5 separate regions of the Mus musculus genome follow, and all the other regions are linked to region 1. A link is a contact called in public HiChIP or PLAC-seq and promoter capture Hi-C data. All regions are on one chromosome and are shown on one strand. The core of a region is the stretch at or near the end of the contact, and the rest is flanking DNA. Distances in the headings are between cores, read along the strand shown. Region 1 holds the start of Tmem171 (transmembrane protein 171). Region 2 holds the start of Zfp366 (zinc finger protein 366). Region 3 overlaps Gm21976 (low-density lipoprotein receptor class A domain-containing protein 1). Region 4 has its middle 5.4 kb from the start of 2310020H05Rik. Region 5 holds the start of Foxd1 (forkhead box D1).

What was found. Promoter capture Hi-C pulls out the DNA fragments that hold promoters and counts their contacts. HiChIP or PLAC-seq counts read pairs in DNA pulled down with a chosen protein or histone mark.
Region 2: a promoter capture Hi-C map of hematopoietic stem and progenitor cells shows a contact between it and region 1, with 3 times the contacts expected there. The contact joins the promoter of Zfp366 here to the promoter of Tmem171 in region 1. A contact is called at or near these places in 6 of 39 promoter capture datasets (embryonic stem cells, hematopoietic stem and progenitor cells, pre-B cells and 1 more), 3 of 115 datasets of contacts at active chromatin or transcription factors (all in embryonic stem cells) and 2 of 9 other capture datasets (embryonic stem cells and liver).
Region 3: a contact with region 1 is called in a promoter capture Hi-C map of hippocampal neurons, with 2.6 times the contacts expected there. The contact joins the enhancer-like site here to the promoter of Tmem171 in region 1. A contact is called at or near these places in 6 of 39 promoter capture datasets (3T3-L1-derived adipocytes, the C10 cell line, cranial neural crest and 3 more), 2 of 15 datasets of contacts at CTCF or cohesin (both in the NIH/3T3 cell line) and 1 of 115 datasets of contacts at active chromatin or transcription factors (craniofacial prominence).
Region 4: a promoter capture Hi-C map of liver shows a contact between it and region 1, with 2.1 times the contacts expected there. The contact joins the enhancer-like site here to the promoter of Tmem171 in region 1. A contact is called at or near these places in 4 of 39 promoter capture datasets (HPC-7-derived erythroid cells, liver and pre-B cells) and 1 of 115 datasets of contacts at active chromatin or transcription factors (pancreatic cancer cells).
Region 5: an H3K4me3 HiChIP or PLAC-seq map of forebrain shows a contact between it and region 1, with 4 times the contacts expected there. The contact joins the promoter of Foxd1 here to the promoter of Tmem171 in region 1. A contact is called at or near these places in 5 of 39 promoter capture datasets (cranial neural crest, hippocampal neurons, liver and 2 more), 1 of 15 datasets of contacts at CTCF or cohesin (the NIH/3T3 cell line), 1 of 484 Hi-C or Micro-C datasets (nephron progenitors), 8 of 115 datasets of contacts at active chromatin or transcription factors (craniofacial prominence, embryonic forebrain, embryonic hindbrain and 4 more) and 1 of 9 other capture datasets (pancreatic islet).

What each region holds. Positions count from the first base shown.
Region 1 is chr13:98,692,963-98,696,983 of GRCm38.p6, reverse strand. It overlaps Tmem171 (transmembrane protein 171), which reads left to right and starts at 2,142. Exons shown (of 4, transcript NM_001373965.1): 1 at 2,142-2,178.
Region 2 is chr13:99,182,682-99,186,702 of GRCm38.p6, reverse strand. Zfp366 (zinc finger protein 366) reads right to left here and starts at 1,880. Exons shown (of 5, transcript NM_001004149.1): 1 at 1,839-1,880.
Region 3 is chr13:98,293,039-98,297,059 of GRCm38.p6, reverse strand. The region is part of intron 3 of Gm21976 (low-density lipoprotein receptor class A domain-containing protein 1); the gene reads right to left. Among named protein-coding and RNA genes, the nearest start is that of Gm21976, 15 kb to the right of the region's middle. Within about 2 kb of position 1,764, at least 22 of the 459 cell types and tissues checked have an H3K27ac peak or open chromatin away from gene starts, as enhancers often do. A contact at or near this core is called in hippocampal neurons, where this site is marked.
Region 4 is chr13:99,091,316-99,095,336 of GRCm38.p6, reverse strand. No RefSeq gene overlaps it. Among named protein-coding and RNA genes, the nearest start is that of 2310020H05Rik, 5.4 kb to the right of the region's middle. Within about 2 kb of position 1,831, at least 104 of the 459 cell types and tissues checked have an H3K27ac peak or open chromatin away from gene starts, as enhancers often do. A contact at or near this core is called in liver, where this site is marked.
Region 5 is chr13:98,352,298-98,356,318 of GRCm38.p6, reverse strand. Foxd1 (forkhead box D1) reads right to left here and starts at 2,074. Exons shown (of 1, transcript NM_008242.2): 1 at 1-2,074. The coding sequence starts at 1,699. The coding sequence ends at 329.

The sequences.
Region 1 (4,021 bases), core at 893-3,392:
AAGACAGCACCTTGAAGCCATTCTTGACAGATAATCAGTTTCCAAGGCTTTGATATAGTCAAGCTGGCTCCAAAAGACACAAACAGTGGCTATTCCAAGGGGAAGCTAATCTGATTGTCCTTGGTGCCAGGACATTCAAGTCTGTCATGGGTGGCGAGCCCGCAGTCATGTGGCACCAGAGGGGCAGCTGTATCAACAGGCCCACACAGGACTCAGCCAGAGACTGACTTTCAAATAAAAGGGAAGGGAAGAGTGGTGGGCAGTGGACACGGAACCCATCTAACACAGTGCAGAGCTGTTAGCAGGCCTGGGTCAGAGGGGGCTAATCCTATGTGAAGGCCTGAGTTCTTAGAAAGCTCAGGGCTTGCCGCTGTTGTGCAATAGCCGCTGTTAGTCCACCACCCATGAACTGGGCATATCTTGGTGCCCTTCCAGAGCATGATTGGTATATCTTGACACTTTGACCAAGATATCCCCACCCAAGACACGGATAACTGCAATGTCCTTGGGTCAGTTCCTTTATGGGTCTGTACAGGTCTCTCCCCCGGCATCACAAGACCATGTAATAAAAGCATTTTCCAAGTCCACAGCATGTGTGTTCTCTGGGTGACAGGCGAACTCAGAGAATGTTGCTTTCAGAACATCTGGCTGTTGGCGCCGTATAAGCTGATATAGTGGGGCTTTCGGTTCCTTCACCTAATGAACTGGTTTGCTAGGTCCCCATCCACTTATGACCCCAACCTTCCCAGAGACCTGAAGACACACAATAGGGGACCATGGGCTGAAGATGAAGGCAGGAACTCCCTGCAGAGCCAGCTGGGTGCTGGATACTGATATTAGCCAGTATGTAAGTCTGCCTTGTTAGAGACCCCATGCTCAGAGCACCCTGACTGTGAGAAAGCCCACATCTGGCCCGCTAGACCTGTGTGCCCACCACATCCCCATGGCTATGTGCTTCCCTGGTGAGCCCCCATCTTACCCTTCCCACTCCACCAGTCCCCAAACCTTTTTGACCCCACCGTGACCCCTTTCTTTGCCTCTGCTTACCAAGCCTAACTCATCCATCAGGAAGCTAACAAGAATGGATGGGCTTTCAAGGAGACAGGAAGCTAGGGAGAAAAGGCAAGGGTGGGAAAGTCCCCAGAGCTCTGGGTGCCTCTGTGTTTGGGTCCAGAGCACACTTGACTTACCTCTCACAGTGGCCTGACCTCTGGTGTGGAAACTAGCACAGTTGGATAGTTGTCAAGTGTCACGGGGCAGGTTACAAATAGCATGGGGATTAGCAAACCCATCAGACACTCCGTTCAAGGGCAGGGAGAGTTAACAGTTTAATCTCCAGAGCTCCAGGAAGGGTGCTTTATGGCAAAGGAGGGCTGCATGCATATATATGACCAGGAAGGGACAGGGGTGACCCACTACAGGACTTGCTGGGTATAAGCTTCAGTCTACGAGCTAGGCTATCATGTTGAATGGTTAGCATACAAGGTCCCCGGCCTCACTCTTCAGGGACTCCTGGGGGTCCCCATTATCCTCTTGTAGAAAACTACCTGCGAGGTTCTAGGTCCCGGGACTCCCGTCAAGGTCTCAGAGTAGTATAGTAGAAGGGCCACCTGCCCTCGGACTGGCAGTGGCGGCAGAATGGCGGGGGTTGAGGGTGGGGGGCTGCTTGGTCGTGGACTGTGGCCCGACTTTCCCTGTTGCTCTTCCCCGGGGCTCAGGTATTCCTCAGCCGGCCCCTTCCCCCTCCCGGAGCGCTGCACCTAGGCTGCTAAGGGACCAGCTCCTTTCTCAGATGCCCGCCTCCGTGTCGCCACTTCACGCAGCCCCAGCTGGACTCGCTGGCACCCACAACTTGGTGGAGCGTGCCCATCTGCCTCCCCCCCGCCCCCCACGTCGATCCCTCGCTTGCACTGCCAAGTCTTATGGTCCCAGGGCCGCGAAGCTGACCCTAGTTCTGTGCTCCGGAGCGGCGCGCCGGTGCCTCAGGAGGGCAGCGCCCGGTGGCGGCCAGATCCTACCGGCCAGCCCTGCCCTGCCCTGCCCGGCCGCCGCACCCGCGAGCCGGGCTCTGCCTGGCTCTCTGCACACGGAGGAGGCCCGCCCTCCGCGCCCGGACGCGCAGAGAGGGTGTGCGTGGAGCCAGGGGTGTGGCGGAGAGTCCCAGGACCAGCAGCGCAGGTAAGGGGCTCCCCGAAAGGCAGCTGCTCCTGAGTCCCCGCAAAGACATTCTCCTCTCCAGGCCTTGCTTTGCCAACCCTCCAGAGCTTTGGATGAAGAGATGTGCCGTTGATTTGGGTCTGGCTTTTGGAATATGCAAAGGAGCGTTTAGTAGGGCAGATTTGGCTTTGTGAGGAAACTGAGTTTAGAGTAGAAAAAGTTCGGCTTCGTATATAATTTCCCATCTATTTGGTTGTCCCTGGGTGTCCGTGTTTTGAGCGCACCTAAGGGGGCCGCTGAAGCGATCCTCGCCTTAGTTTGGATCAGGGACAAACATGTTCTAGTAGGTGTCCTGGAGTGAAAGAAAGTACAAATCTAGTTCGGTGCTTCTACTGTTTTTGTGTTGGTGTTTGAGAATTTGCCTTAAAACAGGTGAAGCTCAGCGACTGGCTACAAAGCTGAAGACACCAAAAAAACCCAGTGAGTTAAAGCAGCGGTGGGATTATGTGATTGGGGGAAGATGTGTTTTAAATTAGCAGGATGCTTTAAGTCTTCCATCTTAGCATCACCATGAAATGTGGCTTTTGCAAGTTTGAGAGAAATGCATCCTTCACTCCTCTGCGTCTTCTTCTTCTTCTTCTTCTTCTTCTTTTTTTTTTCTCCACTTCCTTCTGATTCTATCACACTCTCCCTGGGAAAAGCACTTCCTAGGACAGCAATGTCACCCATCTCCTTCCATCACCCAAACTCACCTTCCTTACCCACGAGCCTGGCAAGATGATCTTGGTCTTGCAGCTGTGAGCTCCGTCAGAGGATCATGAATGTGAATGGCAGAATATGTTTGAAAGTTTTCTGTGTTTGACTATGTCCTTCCTGACTTTGGATTGTGTTCGTGAGAGCTACAGTGAGGTCTTGTACTCCCATTTACCAGACTGAGGCAAGGTCAATGGTTCAAAGATCAGTGCTGTGTGAACCAGCATGCCCTTTAACCATTGCTTGCGAGGTCAGGTAATAATACTCTTTTGTTTTTGTTTTATTTTGAGACAGGGTCTCTCTATTACGTAGCTCTGGCTGTCTTGGAACTCACTCTGTAGATCAGGCTGGCCTCAAGCTTAGAGATCCTCCTACCACTGTCTCCCATTAATGGTGTGTGCCACCGTGACCTTGTGTCGACTCGTGGAAGGTGCTTTTTCACTTAGTTCCACTTTTGGTTTCCCAGCAAGTTTTGTTAGCCTTCTGTGCTTTGTAACTACTCTCTGTTTACTGTGTCTAGGCCTCTGTGGAAGTAGGTGGCACTGTGGAGGAGGGTGCCTGACGGCCACTTGCCACCTGTCCGCCTACCTGAGGACACTGTCCGCCTTGGCGATGGGGCTAGACGTCACCTGTTGGGTCAGATCCTCTCAGGTCATGCCAGTGTCCTGAAACTGAGCTGCCAGTAGGGGCGGGGTGTCCGGGCAGCCTCGGGGTTTGCTTCTTGAAACCACAAGGATCACATTTTGACAGAATTAAAGTAAAAGTCCACAAACCCACTGTCTTTTCGAACCATCTTTTTGTTTTATCGAAACTGCTGACATTGGATCATGTGCTGAGGGAGCCTTACAATAGAGTGGGAAATGAAAAGTTGCTGGAGTCTTAAACAGGAAGTGGAAAGTTAGTTATTGGACAAAAATTTACCAAGATGCTCAGAGCAGTTCTGACATCATTCTAGGCAGTTGTAGATCAGAAACTATTCCTGTTGCTCTTTCCTTATCTGCCTTTTTTGGGGGGGGGGGCTGGAGGAATGAGTTTGTAGGACTCAGGACAGGAAAAGCCACACCCACACCACCAGTCATTTTATTTATTTTTTAAAAAGATTTTCTTATCT
Region 2 (4,021 bases), core at 631-3,130, 490 kb before region 1:
TCAACTCGCTCTTTGGAGCTGAGGAAAAGATAGATTGTGTAGCAGTGGCCTAGGCTAATGTCAGTGAAGGATTTTTTTTTTCCTGAACCTCACCCCCACCCCCACAGTATCCAGCAGCCATCCTGGCAATGACCTCATGACTCTCAGCTCCTTAGTCTTGGCCCCCAGGAAGGACCACAGCAAACATAGTCTCCCCGCTTTTACCTGACTTATCCTTAGAGTGGCCCTGAAGCTGTTTGTCCCCCATCGCATCCATCGTGCATGGCATTAATAATATCAGGAGAAATGAAAGCGAAAGGAGTCAAGCAGGATTGTGTGCCACCCGGCATCTCTCCTGGGGTCGCAATTGGCCAGTACTAATACAAAATGCCCGAGAACATCCGTCCTGGACGCTGCTGCCCTGGGGATGCATGGGGATGTGGTGGCTGGGGCAGGTGAGGGAAGAGCCAGGCACCTCAGGCCACCAAGGTTACACTTGGTTGCATCCTTAAGGGGCAACTGCTAATCCTGTCTCTTCCATGTACATTGTATTATGGGGATTCTAGGGAAAGTCTCTTTTTAAAAAATAAATAACAAACCTACATTAATCATCCAGATCTACTAGACTGTCTCATCTTCATTAAGGTGACAGCTCAGTTTCAAATAAAGATTAATTACGCGATTGTGGTTAAAACATGATCTGGCCAAATTAATTTCAAAATGTCGAACTACTTTTACTATGCTGCTCATACCCTGAGGATTTCAACCCGTCTATACCATAGGAATGAATGGTTTGAGAAGCACGCATGGCCACTGCCTTCTACCCATCCAGCACCTCACTGGATTAAATTATTAATAGCAGCCGTGCCCCAGTCTTGGCTTGACCTTGCTAACCTATTTTTGACAACGTGATGCCGGCTCCCTCTTGGCTTGCCATAACAACTTCTTGGTAACATTACCCTCTCTGTCAAACGCAATGGAAGCAACTCGGACGTTTAACCGCTGCTGGCATAGTGTCTATATGAGCCTGACTACCTTGCCGTGTTCTATTTGGTGCTTTAGAACAGCAGGCTCTGGGTGACTGTTTTTCAATTGCATCTGTGGCTTAGCTTTTCATTCTTCCTGACACAAGCAATCAATCTAAATCCTCCAGTCCAGTCACACACTGATTTCCAAAACTGAAGTCAATGCCCTCGTATCCCTGCCTTCTTCTGTGTGGCGCATGACACTCCGAGTTGACAGTGGACAGTACATTTACATTTAACCCACATGGGGCACCTTTCTCCCAAATCTCCCACACACAGCACTATTCCAAAGAGGTATTCCCTCCCTTTCCCTCCTACTTCAGGGACAGAGCAACAGCCATGCATGAACAGTTCACTTTGGGGAGGTGAACTACAGAATGGAAACAAACAAACAAACAAAAATCAGAAGAAAGACACTTCAAGGCAGACAATAAATATACCAAAACTCCATGAGCAAATCACAATTCTCAACAGACACCCTGAGAGGGCTCTCAGAATGCAGTCCTGGGAGCAGTGACCCCTCCAGTGGGGCACACCACATGTCCCAATGGTTCCTAGTAAACTCAAGTTGCCTATGACAAAACAATTCAAATTTAACACAGCGACCTCCTCAGCCCCAACACAATTCCATTTCCACTCCTGGCAAGCCTCAGCTCTGCAAAGCATTAATATTCTCCTCTGCAACGAGGCATGAGCTTACACTCTAGGCCACCCATCAGTCACACCTTTTGATTAAAGAGCAGCCCAGGGAGGTGGTTTCTGTGGAAGATGCCCAGTCAGTCTCCATCACAGGGACATTGAAATGAAGGTAGAAAGGAGTACATGGTCACTTACCAGCTCCTGAGGGCTGAGAGGCAGCAGCCCCCACCGCTTTACCTGGTCTCTGGCTGTCTCTGTCTTTCCCTCTCTCTCTCTCCCTCTTTCTCTTGTGTACCGATTGCAGGGAACTTAAAGGACTCGCAGGGACAGTGTTTCAAGTGACTTAAGAAGGAGAACAGGAACAATACCCCGTTCTCTTTTTCTCAGATGAGTACCTTCGGGAAGAAGGAAGGAAGGGAGGGGAGAGGGCGGAAGTCAACAACCCTTCGCTTTCCTGAAAAAAAATAAGGAAACAGAAGATAGACATCTCATTTTCTCTTAAACAAAATGTTGGAAGGGGAGGGGGAAGAAAGAAAGAAAGAAAATCTTTACAAAAACGAATTCCCCAGATATACTCTCTGCCCTGGGAGCTTTCAGGACATGAAAACCCCTGAGTGGCTCTGTCCTGTCCAAACAAACGCAGGCTCTCCTGGTTGCAGCCTCTGGTGTCTGCCTTACAGAACTGACACAGCCCAAAAGGAACAAATCATGTCGTGTCAACTCTGACTCTCAGTGAGGGAAAGTCTGGGCTGCTGGGCTAACCAAGAGGGAACCTGCAGCCTTTACCAAAGGGCACAGTGCCTGGCCACCCAGGCCTTCTGACTTTTCCTAGCTGCTTTGAAACCCCAGCACTGCTCCAGTTCCTCGCCTGGCTCTAGGTTCTTCAAGTTCCTCACAGTCAAACAGCAGATTTATGCAGTGCTCACTGGGCTCTGTGTGCTGGGCCAAGTCCGGTTCCATCTTTGCTGATGGACGAAAAAGGAAAAGAAGCCACTTAGTGTGGCGTTGCCAGCCACAGTTAATTCCGACTGTTGTTTACACTGTCCTGTCCTTCTTGGATGTAGTCACCTCAGGAGCACTGGAGGGAGGGTGCTAATTTGTTTTGAGAATATTGTGAACCATCTGAGGTCCTAGATAAATCAATCTCTGTTTCTGAAAGAGGAGGGGGAAAGCCGAGTGGGAGCAGAAGAATTGGGGTGAGCATCCTTTACTGAAGATGGGGCTGGGGCTCAGTGGACAAGCCTGGGCTCTTTGTGGGACACATGCACTGACAGAGGGAGCTGGGACCCAGTGGGCAAGCCTGGGCTCTGTGAAGGATGACTGCAGTGACAGAGGGAGCTGGGACCCAGTGGGCAAGCCTGGGCTCTGTGAAGGATGACTGCAGTGGCAGAGGGAGCTAGGGCTCAGTGGGCAAGCCTGGGCTCTTTAGGGAGATACATGCACTGACAGAGGGAGCTGGAGCCCGGTGGGCAAGCCTGGGCTCTGTGAGTGATGGCTTCATTGACAGAGGGAGCTGGGCCCAAATCATCTAATTAGCTTTGTGAATCTTGTACCCTCCATTCATTCAGTTGAGACCATTGTCACCACAAACAGGAACCAGCAGTTGTGTGGTTCTTTGTGGTGGCACAAGAAACATTGGTCATAAGCTGCTTCCTTGATTTACTCGATATTGAAAAAAAAATGAGGTGGAGATTATAAACCTCATGGATTGCCTCAGGAAAGGTGGGTTCACAGAAAGTGAGGCTTAGTTCAGAGTCCACTCTATGTTTTAACTGGGCACTATGGTCTACAACATTGAATGTTTGTCCCACATTTTCTGAGTATATGTTCATTGTTGTCTGTCTGCCTGCGTGCTTGTCTGTCTGAACGTGTGCAAGACCAGAGAAGCCATGTAAGAAGGCTGCTCTGAATGTTTATAAGAACTGGGCAGGCTTCATTCTTGACATGCATCTGACTCTGGCATCGAGACTTCTGCCATGAGTGGCCCTGTCCCCATAGGCAAGAGCACCAACAGCCAGCAAAACCAGCTCTGCCCTTCAGCCAAACTCACACAAAGCAGTGCAAATCAAACAACTCATCTGCCCCTGGGTCCTGTCCTGTGCTCTTGCCCTCTGCTGGCCTTCCTCTGCATCCTGCCTCTGCAGGGAGGGGAACTGGAAAGCCAGGGAAGCCAGAGGACACCAGAGAAGGAAGGTGGCCAGAATAGCAGAGGCCTTCAGAGGGGAGGCAACATGGGCAACCTGGGAGAAAGCCTGAGGCTTCACAGCATGGAAGCTTACCATTCTCAGTGGGTCATGGGAGCGAGGTGAATGGGGAGCCATAGGGAGAGGGTGGGCATCTGTCATCACAGAACATAGGTTTGGGAACAGACAAGAGTC
Region 3 (4,021 bases), core at 515-3,014, 400 kb after region 1:
AATGTTAGTATCAGAGCCTAAGCAAATGTGTATTGCTGGCAAGGGACAATACGCAGACTCACTGGGGCTTGGGCTCAGGGAATGGACATAACCTTTCTCTGGTCCTTGCGCCGATGCTGGCAGTATACACACCCAGAGACGAAGACTTCTTCTCTATAGGGACCTCCAACTGAAACCAATTAACCCCTTCCACTGCGCTGTACATAGCAGATGTGCTGCCGTTCGTTCTGGTTCGTTCTCTTTGGTGCACCTCCATCAGACCCCCAGCTTTTCTGTCCCTGTGTCTGTCATGTCTCTATTCCTTCATTGTCCCAGTCAGGTTTCCACAACCAAGCTCTGTTGGATGGGGAAGCCTGCTGCTGGACTTGGGTCTGCCAAGGAAAAGCTGGGTGACCTCCAGCAATGGCTACCCAGCCCACCCCTCTTCCTTTTGTACTGCTTCCCTTCTCCTAACACACCTGAGCCTTCGGGAGCACTCCCTGGCATCCCCGATGGGTATTTATAAAGCTTACACTTCTAGAGCCTCCACCCAACTTTGGAGCATCCAGGGGCAATGCCCACGAATGCATATTTAACGAGTGTCCCAGATCACTGTTGTCCCCTGGAAAACAGGATTAGACAGGTAAGGCTCTAAAATTCATCGTCAGCAAAAAAGTCCCGGTTCCCAGCACATATAAGTATGAGAAGCCGATCCTGGAGGTACCCTCAGTCATTCACAGTAAAGAGAGAGCTGTCAGATGTGTTGGTGAGTCACTCAGCCAGGCTGAAGGAACTGGAAGAACAAGATAGGCCCGTTTTAATCAGAGGGAGGACTCCAGGGAACCCTGGAGTGTGGTGTGTTAAAGGATGGGTGGAAACTTACAGGGAGACAAAGGCTGAGGGCAGTGGGGTGCCGAAGAACAGCAGTTTTCTGAGGCTGAGGTGGGTGTGGGTAGGAGGTCTCAATGGAGGCAGCTGTATCTGAGGAGTGAGCTCTGCCCCTTCAATTCATAGGAAAGGCAATTTTGCCCACTTGGTATGTGAGTTGGTGGTGGCTCAGCTTCACAGCCTCAGAAGAATCAACTGGACACTCCTGGTGGCATGTCCTGACATAGGAGACTTGTATTAGTACACTTTACTTTGCTGCAATAAAGTGCTGGAGGGAGACGAACTGTGTGTTTATACACACACACACACACACACACACACACACACACACACACACGTTTAGCTATGGGGTTCAGGGGCATGGCATCAGCACTGGCCGAGCTCCAATGAGGACCTCATGACAAGACAGAGGTCACAACAGTGGGAGTGCATGTGAAAGGAAGAGAGCCCATCTTGAAGCAAAAATCCAGAGCCACTCAGACATCACCTTTATTTCTATAGCAACTTCCTCTTCTTATCAGAGCTCAGAGGGCCCATGTTTTCTTAACCCATCTCATGGACCAACCCTGAGTGTGCTAAGAACTTCACAGTTGACCTGAAGTCTCCCCAAACTCTCAGCTCCACCGCCACAGGAAACAAAGTCCCAGCCTGTGACCCTTTGGAGACAAATGAAATCCATACTGTAGCAGACATCAAGTTCATGTTGTATCTCTGTGGACACTGGCATTGTCCCATCAGAAAGAGACACGTGGAGATGAGAGGTGTAAAGGGTCAGTTATTGTGAACTCTTGTTAAGACAAGGAAGAAGGCTTCTTCCAAGACAACTACAGTAAGCAAAAAAGACAGACACCCACATATTACAGAGAGAAAGCTAACTGGGAACTGAGCTGAGTGTGTGATGCCAGCAAGCAGAGGGGGGGGGCAGTCAATATGACATGGCAAAACAGCAGATGGGACCAGCGGGTAAATTGTCAGTAACCGGTTTATGTAAGTTTTTTGTGCTGAAACTGAGCTTAGCAGGTGTAGCAGCATGAATGAGAATGGCCCCCAGAGGCTCATATGTTTGCAGGTTTGCTCCCCAGTTGGTGGAACTAAGTGAGAAGGATTAGGAGGCGTGGCCTTGTTGGAGGAGGCGTGGCCTTGTTGGAGGAGGCATGGCCTTGTTGGAGGAGGCGTGGCCTTGTTGGAGGAAGTACATCACTGGGGCTGTCACTGGCTTTTGTTCCCAGTTAGCTTTCTCTCTGCTTCGTGCTTGTGATGAGGTGTAAGCTCTCTGCTCCGGTGCCATGCCTTCCTTCCCTAAGTTGCCTTGGCCATGGTGTCTCTCCACATAGACCAATATCTAAGAGTGCAGGCAGAGGCCAAGGAAGTGGGCCTAGTTACAGAATCAGGTGAGCCTGACTGTGGTGGCTTAAAGAGAAAGTCTTTGTCAGAGACTGAGACCTCCTCCAGTGTAAGTCAACCCCAAGTTAGTGAGAATGAGTATCTGTCAATCTACAAAGCCTTAGGGATAAAACACCCCCATTAGGTGAATGTGCAAACTGGACTTAGGCTTGTCTGGCTCAACAGTGATATAATAATAGAAAGATGGTCACAACCACACTCCTTTCATTGAGTACTTACTGTATGCCAGTAACTTTTCGTACACTATTTCAAATCCCTAAAACAGCCTTGCCAAGATGGATCCCTAGCTTTATTGTTGAAGAGAGGAAACCATGACTTTAAAAACACCATGAGAAACAGAAGTTTGATTCAGATATTTGATTTTAAAGCTCCATTTCTTTTCACTGTGTTATAAATCTTCTATGTAAATATTTTACTTGTTTGTTTGTTTGTTTGTTTGTTTATATTGGTTTTGTGGAGACAGGCTTTCCTGTGTAGACCTGGCTGTCATGGTCTATTCACTCTATAGGCCAGGTTGGCCTCAAACTCAGAGATCCGACTGCCTCCGCCTGTGTTGCAGAGTGCTGGGATTAAAGGTGTGCACCACCACTATCTGGCTACATGAAGGTAAATGGTATCATTCATAAGATAAATGAGCAGATGAATAGATAACTAAAGTGGATTTCCAAATTAAAGGACTCCATCTTCTCAAGGATCATGTAAAACTGTATTTAATTAGTTAATTAATTAATTAATTAATATAAGCAGGGTCTCACTATGTAGCCCTGGCTTACCTGAAACTAGCTCTGTTCTGTAGACCAGGCTGTCCTTAAATTCCCAGATATCTGCCTGCCTCGACTTCCTAGCACTGGAATTAAAGGTGTGTGCACCAGTCCGTTTGTCTGTCTGTTTACTGTGGCTGGGATGTTTATTAGGAACGGTTGCTTGACACTAAGATTCTTGTCTCTTACAGCAAGGCAGGTAAACAGTGGACAGCTGAGGACTTGGGGTCCCTGGGATGAGGACAACAGCAGTGTGCCAGTGTCCTGGAGTCACTGGTCAAGGTGATGAAAGGAGAGAAAGCTTGTCACACAGACACGCCCCTTCCCTGTCTCAGCCTGGAGCCTGTGGTGACAGGCTGTTCCCAGAAATGCACCTTTGACTTGAGTGGCCAGAAACATTAAGAGCTAACTCAAATTTGGCTCCAACTCTAGCGAAAAAGGATAAGCAGAATCTTTCTAAACTGGGAAAGAGCTCAGGATTCTTTCTCTTGCTTTTCCAGCTCATCAAAGCTAAGCCTTTCAACTCCAGAACTCTGCCTTGAATTCTTTGTAATATACTTCTGTCTTCAGCTGCTCAGGACTAGCACAAACTCAGCATTTTTGTTCTGGGGTCGCTGACCGGCCTTTTCCAGGTCCCGTTGACATTTCAGCTGTGTTTGAACTGTTGCCTCTTCTGTCTGCATGGAATGGGTCAAGGCTTATTAACTTCTCTGAAGACTGGCTGGCTTTCCAGGGACCTTCAGTTGTGCTTATAACTATGCAGTGAGGACAGACCGACAGATGGCTGAAGGGCAAGGGAAGGCAATCACTTTCTGCCCAGCGTCAAGTACATTTATTTTTGTGAATTTCTAGGTACACCACAGACCAAGAAAGTTCTCGAAGTGCTGACATGTGCTAGCTCAGGTTACAGTAAATAAGCTTCAGAGTTGCCACGCTTGTTCGTTATGGAGAAGTTTCTGGAGATCAACTTTGGAAAAGCGAATCAGTCT
Region 4 (4,021 bases), core at 582-3,081, 400 kb before region 1:
GCATTTTTTTAAGTAGTGATTGAGGGTGTGGGCCCAGGCCATTATGAATGGCGCTATACCTGGGCTGGTGATCCTGGGTTCTATAGAAAGCAGGCTGAACAAGCCAGAAGGAGCAAGCCAGTAAGCAGCACCCTCCACCGCCTCTGCATCAGCTCCTGCCTCCAGGTTCCTGCCCTGCCGAGTTCCTGTCCTGACTTCCTGAATGATTAGCAGTGATGTGGAAGCCTAAGCTGGGCAAACCCTCTCCTCCCCAAATTGCCTTTGGTCACAGTGTTTCATCACAGAAGTCGTAACCCTGACAAGGACACCATACCAAGCCTAAGTGAATCCTACTTTATAAAAGCATGTTTCAAATGTTAAAGCTCTTGGCATGCAAATAAAAATAAAATAAAATAAAATAAAATAAAATAAAATAAAATAAAATAAAATAAAGCAACTTAACAATTGTTGAATGTTTAGTTCACAAGTACTCATTGTATGGCTTATGCATTTATTTATTATCTGGGACTGGGAGTAGAAGCCAAAATTTACACGTGCTAGACAATTCTCTACCATTGAGCTTCAACCCCAAATAGGATACATTTTCCAATGCTTTTTGTGCTATGTTATCATAGTCTTTGAGGTGGGTGCTTCATGTCAAATTCCAACATGGAAAGCTAACCAAGAGTCCTCTCCTAGAGTTGACCCAGACAGAGCCCCTGCTTAAAAAGGTAGACGTGATTAAACATTAGAACATAGCCTTCCTGACTTTTCCTATATTCACCTTTTATATGGAATAAAAAAATACCATTTATACACTGCTGCACATTGTGATCTGTTTATTTAATCACCCACACTCATATTTCTTTATTTTAAAGATAGTGTCTCAGTCTGTTGCCAAAGCTGACCACAAACTCATGGCAATCCTCCTGCTTCAGACTCCCAAGTACTGATTCATAGACTGGCCCATCTGACCCCACCGTCAATGCCTGGCATGGCCATTCATCTGCACAAACATTGTGCATTGGCTCTACGTCTCGATGTTCGTAAGCTTTCTGCACTATGTACCTGTTTATTTAATCAGCCTCCTCCTGCTGAGCGGTTGGTTAGGCATTCACAAACTATCATCATCCCAAAATGTAACAATTAACAGCCTTGTGCTTGGTTGAATCATTTGAAATGACCACACTTTTATACATCGAATAAAAATAAAAGTGAACATGTGGGCTTCGTGGTATACACGCTCTGGGATGTGCATTTCTTGAAGTAGGGTTACTGCTCTAAGGATATTCAAAAAAAAAATCTCAAGGGTTATTAATATCTCATTCTCCTAAAGAATACAGGTTTACCCTGCACTCGGTGGTGCATGCCCTACACAGGAAAAAAAAAGCGTTCATCCTTCTGAATCTATTAGAAAAATCATCCCTCAGAGGTTAGCGTTCTTCCTTTCATTGTTAGTGGGGATGCTCAACATCTTTCTGTATGCAGGCTGCATTCCTCCACCACCCTCCAATTTCTACCTGCACAACAGACAGACAGACAGACACGTACATAGATACATAAATGAAAAAAAAATAAAATCTGGTTTCAAAAGACCTGTATTGAAAGCTCCCTTTACAGGAGATAGAAATGGGCTATTTTCCTGCCTTCAGATTTCTGATACTGGACACACAGACAGGTTGTGTCTGCTCGCAGTGAGCTTCGTTGACTTTAATCTTCTGCTTTCTGAATGTTACTTGGTTGGGAAATCCGGCTTGCCTCAGCGAGGAAAGGCATTCTCTCACCTACAGGTCCTGCACAAGGCTGCCTCTGTGCAAACGTGTTGCCTGGCTACCAGCAGGGGGCCCGGCAGCTCTGTAGGCTTCCTGACTGCCTCCATTTTCTCTCCTCCTAAACAAGGCTGTCTCTCCAGCACAGAGAGGTAATTGCTGGCTTCTGCTTAGACAGACTAGCTTAGCGAATTAAAGTCGTCTGGCTTCCACCACAGCAATTAGTATGCAAATTACCGGTATATTACCTGCCTAGTCATAAATTACATTGACAAACTTAATATTCACAGATGCAACATACCAGTGTGGATCATTTTTCTGGTTTCCAGTGGTAGCAGAGCAGAGCGATTCATCACCTTATTGAACCGTAACACATTAAATCAACAGTTGAGAAATTAAGCATTTTTCAAAGCATTTTGTTATGCACTTATTTCTTTCAGCGGGCAATGAAGCAGAGCATTAAATATGTGGTGTGTCTCCATAGACTAAATGGCCAGCGGATACATTTAAGCCTAAAATAGTTCTTTTGTAACAACAACCAAAAAAAAAAAAAAAAAAAAAAATCCACAGCAAAGGAAAATCTATGAAGTAACACAATCTATTGAGTCCTCTTTAATGTCATTAGAACCAAATACTCTCTTTTCTAGTTCAGTTCCCAGAACCGTGAAAAACCACTAATCCCAATATAGAGTTGATGCGAACACTGTTCACTAATGGGAAATGTCTAAGCCCAAGGATTTGAGCTGCATAGGCTGACAGTAAATCTTTATGGTAAAGCGGTGTATGTTGGTTAGCTCACTAAATTAATTGCACCTAACTATGTGGGCTTTGCCAGTTTTAACTAAATACACTTTTGAGTCTTTTTACTGAACAGGGGGTGGGGGTGAGTTCAAATCGAGAGAGACAAGTTCAAGTCTGTTCATGACTATAGTATCGATCTTCTTCCATTATCCGAGAGATAAGCTGCATTCTTCGTCAGGTCAGTGACGTGACCCCTGAGCTCGGACAGACTCAGCACTGGCCCCAGGCAGATAGTTTCTGTCAGTGTGCCAGACGCTCTCCAAGTGTTTTGTCTGCAAAGGCCTCCAAGGAGCTCGGGAGAGTCCAAAATTCTTCCCTCCCAGGCCTGCCTGCACACTCCCACAAAATAGAACGGCCTTTGCTTTCAGATTGTGACACTGCTATGCAAGTGATCAAAGGACATGTCTGTTAATCATTTAAGCAAGGAAATCCGAGAAAGTTCACTAGAGATGGCTCACAAGAATACCCCGAGAGAGACTCAACTTCAGAGGTGCAGATAGAGCTAACCACAAATCGACCACAGGGCTCATGTCTTAGGCGGGCTATTTGACTTTGAAAAGTGAGTTTACATACACAATACTATCTTTTGAACCAAACCACCATGTCCCCTGTAGAGATGGGATAGAACAGCACTCTCCTGGGACAGCCTGGGCCTGTGGTATCTCCTGTGTCCCACCCCCACCCTCACCCTCCCACCCCCACCATATCTGGGAATGTGTATCATCACTCCAAACACTGAGAAGAGCCAGTTTGGGCCTGCCTTTCCCCTCAAGCTGTCTCACACCTCCCTCAGGGGAGCTCACATCTTGAGAGGTAATAAATTATTTTCAAGAATCTCCCCGCAGAATGAGGCAAAGTGAGGGGAAGAGGAGTCAGTGCAGTCCCTGTGTGGCTCCAATAAAGGAGGTAACATTCAAACTTCCTCCCAGGTGGCTTCATGTCACCCACCCAGGAGCAGGAAGAGCAGAGCAGCACCCGGAGCCGGAGCTGGAGGAGCTGGCAGGAGGTGTTCCTCACCTGTGTGGCAGACAGACAGTCACGTGACTCCAGGGCAGCTGACTCTGACACGCATCTTCCACTGAGCACACACAACTGTGCTGTGACCAAGTCACTCATCAGAATGTTCATTTACATGTCAAGATAGAGTCTCCATCTTTATTTTAAAATGCCAACTTTAAGGGCTTATTTGAAAAAAAAAATAAGGAAGGAGGAGAAAAAGAAGCCTCGTGTGGCGCTATATACCTTTAATCCCTCGATTCCGGAGGCAACGTTAGGGGGATCTGACTTCTAGGCTAGACTGATCTACACAGCAAGTTCCAGGACAGCTGGGGCTGTTACACAGAGAAACCTATCTCAAAATAAACAAACAAAGAAGAAAAATGGATAAAAAAGAGTTTATTTGTATCATTTAACTGGATGTGTGTGTGTGTGTGTGTGTGTGTGTGTGTGTGTGTGTGTGTGTGTGTGAGCGC
Region 5 (4,021 bases), core at 825-3,324, 340 kb after region 1:
TGATGATTTTGCTTGTTTTGTTTTGTTTTTTCTCAATTTGTCAAAAGTCAAGGAAATTCCTAGTGCCAAGACAGAGCGACTCCCCTCCTTCCCACCCCAAGTCAGGGTTGCAGCATAGGGCGATTTTGCATAAATAGATGGACCCTCTGAGCTAAACTGCGCGGCGCCCCAGCTGTCGCCCAACACAGTCTGGTCCAAGAATCCGAAGCGGCGAAAATGGGGGGCGCGGGGTCTCCGAGGACCGGGAGGGGCGAACGAAACCAACCCCCCCATCCGGAGAAAGAAGCCGGGAGTCCTACCTTCGCTCTCCCGCGCGCTAACGACGTTCCTAACAATTGGAAATCCTAGCAGTAAAGTTCTCCACACTGGACAGCGCTGTCCCTTGGTGCAGAGTCCCCAGCGCGGCGGACGAGGACACGGAGGAGGCGGCGGCCGCGGCGGCGACCACGAGCGAGCGGGTGAGCGCGACGGCGGGACCAGCAGCCGCCTGTACTGCGCAACCCCCGCCCCCGGGTCCCGGGGCGGTCCCGCTGGCGGCCCCGGACGAGACGTGCGCCCCGGCGGCCGCGGGACCCCGAGTGCGCCCGATGAGGCTCTCGATGGAGAAGGGCGAGCGTGCGAGCGCTGCGGCGCCCGGGCCTCCCGCCTTGACTGCGGCCGCCTGCAAAGGGCCGGGCAGGGCGGCAGCCAGCGCGTGTGACCGGTAGCCGAAGGCGGTCCGCGCCAGCTCGGCGGCCGCACCGGGAGGCGGCGGCGGAGGAGGAGGAGGCGGCGGGGGCGAGTGCGGATGGAAGGCGGCGGCGGCTGCCGCGGCGGCGGCAGCGAAGAGCGCGGAGGGCGGCGCGCAGGGTGGCAGCTGCAGGCCGTAGGCGCAGCCGTAGGCTCCGTAGCCGCAGGCGGGCGGTGGCGGCGGCGGCGGGAAAAGCGCGGCGCCCGGGTCCCCTGCGCCCGCCGCCGGCCCCGCACCGCGCAGCAGCAGCGCCTCGGCCGCCGCGTGGGGAGCGAGTAGCGGCTGGCGCTTGAAGCGCTTGCGGCGCCGCAGGAAGCTGCCGTTGTCGAACATATCTGCGGACTCCGGGTCGAGCGTCCAGTAGTTGCCCTTGCCCGGGTTGCCCGGTTCGCGCGGGATCTTGACGAAGCAGTCGTTGAGCGACAGGTTGTGACGGATGCTGTTCTGCCAAGCGGGGAACTTCTCCCGGTAGTAAGGGAAGCGGCTGCTGATGAACTCGCAGATCTCGCTGAGCGTCAGGCGCTTCTTGGGGCTCTGCAGGATGGCCATGGTGATGAGCGCGATGTACGAGTAGGGCGGCTTCACCAGCGGATTCTTAGCGCCCCCGCCCGTGCCCGCGCCCGTACCACCTCCCGCGCCGCCTCCCGCTCCGGCGCCGCTGCAGCCGCCCGACCCGGTCCCCGGGGCGGGCGCAGGACCCGGAGGCGCGGGGGACGCGGCGGGCCGGGAGGCCAGCAGCAGGTCATCGTCGTCCTCCTCCTCCAGGTCCTCGAGATCGTCCTCCCCGGCGTAAGAGCGCCTCCGCCGCTGGGCCGAGCTCGGCAACCGGGACCCGCCGCCGCCGCGGCCGCCGCCGCCCTCGTCGTCATCGTCCTCCTCCTCCTCGTCGTCCTCGCCCTCCCCCACCACGTCGATGTCTGTCTCCTCCGCGAGGCCGGAGGCATCGGACATCTCCGTGCTCAGGGTCATAGCTGGGGCGGCGCGGTGGCGCGGCGGCACATAGGGGCACCGGGCTCCCGGCTCCCTGGCCTCCCCAGGCCGATCCCGGAGCGGCGGACCCGGAGCGAGGACGCCACTCTGCGACGCGCGGCTGCAGGAGGTGGCTGGGGCCGCTCCGCTCCGCTACTTGGCGAGCAGGGCTGTGCGAGGTGTTTGCGCTCCCCGGCTCGGCGGGCACCGGGTGGCGGGCGCTCTAGACTTGACCTTTTCCACTGTGGTCCCTTTAGCCCGGTTAGTCCAGGAGGGGGTGGCTGGACCCTGGCGGGCCAGTCGGTGTCGGGCGCCCAGAAGGGCGCGGGAGGAGTGAGAATCTAGAAACGGAGCTCGGCAAGGCCAGGGCTGAGTCCAGAAGAGGGCGGACCTTGTCTGTGCTTATAGCAGAAGGGGGCCTGTCACATGGTGTGCACGTCAGAGCGCGGCCCAGGGAAGGAAAAGAAAGGCGAGGGAATCGGCGTGTAGGAAGAGAAAGTTCACCCGCAGGAGGGGCAGCAGCAAGAGTTGGAGACTGAAGCCCACTATTTCTTGCCAAGATATTGGCTATCCTGAATCCCACCCTAGCCAGCCGCGAGCCGACCCGAGAGCTACAGGAGTTCAAACCCCCAGCCTTATTCTCCCGGATTAGCCCTCAACCCTAATCTCAAGCGCTCCGGGGACGCTTCGATTGGACAACCCAGTGGCCTGTAGGAGTCATCCCACTGGGGACAACTGCTCTATGTGTGAGGTGCTCACTGGAATATTGAGCGAGGGAGTCTGGTAGGGTGTCCCAGCTCTCTGGACTGGGCCAGTCTCCGCCTGTGGAATCTGATGAAAAATCCCCCATTTTGAGCACGGTAATAATTGTTTATTGACCCTTTAACCCTTTCCCTTCGGTTCTTCTCCAAAGACGTTTGTTTTCCGCCATCTGTTAATAAAAATGCGGTTAGGCTGGCGTTTTGGTCATTTATCTGCAATTGAATGCCCTAGAGACTTGACAGCTAAACTAAGCCACTCTAATGAGAGCATCTCACAAATTCCATGGGAATAGAGCAAGCAATGGTTGAATGAGGAAAAGAAATAGAAAATTGTAATGAAAACCCAAACACACACAGAAATTACACATAGCAGCAACTCAAACACTGTTGAGATGTTAGGAAAAAGAGCGCTATACTTTTCAATAAAAGGTATTTCTAAAGGAGCATTTCACACTACTTTCTAAATACTGGAATTATTATAACTTACACACAGTGTTGTTCCGGAAGGATTGATAGTAGAAAGGACAGTAGCAAAGATGAACTTTGAGATCAATTTTTTATTTTGGAAAATACATTAAATGCTTTTTATACTCTTTTTTTTAAAAAAAAACCCGACTTTTAAATTTTAAATGCAGGATGCAACTCCACTCGATTCATTTTTCTTCCAAGTGGCAAGCTAATAGGGATGATTAAAGTATTATTCTGTTTTAAGGTCACCTGTGTTTACCACCAGCTAAATGTTTTGTTCTGGCTGGCGGGAAATCCGAATAATTGTGTAATCCGAATTCATTTTGATAGCCTAGCTTTCTGGATGTTTGCCTTTTCTGAGATGTTTCGATTTCAAATAGGGAACTTTGCCTTACCAGTTTAACTTTCTGGTTAAAATCGCCATTTGCCAAGAACTGAATAAAAATTCAATGGCTTTCTCTAGGAACAATCTCAAATGCTCTGTGTGTCATTGTATCAACCAAGTGTTTCTTACTTCCTGAAGTGACTTGTTCTAACTGGTATTCATCACAAAAATAAGCTGTTGCCCCATCTAATACTTCTTTTCAAATCAGATTTCGTTTTCTCCAATGGGTAACCACCAGTTCCACTTGTAAATGGTCTGTAAAGTCTACTAGAGATCTTTAAAAGATCTATGAGAATGCCTTGCGATCTGAACGCGTTGATTTTCATTGCCTCTCATTTGATGTATGACTGGACCATCTAATTATTGTAATGGGCTCTGATTAACCTGCGCCAACATTAATCAGGCAGCGAATGCTTTGTTGATGCAGACAGGCGTCCTAACCAAGGAGTCCACTTTTACATCAAAAGTTTAAGTTTTATTAGTGCTTGCCCGATATCTAAATAAACACTATGGTTTTCGCAGTGCTGAGGGCTGCTGCGTACAAACGTATTTGAAGATGGAATACAAGAAGAATTGTTCGCAGGTTATTAGTAACGTTAGAGGAAAATCTCTCTGCTCAAGATTTGCAATTTGTCTGTCCTAGAAGGGTCTGGGAGTTGAGAGCTTATGTTCCGTTTGCAATATCGCCCCCAAAGGGTTAAAGGGCTG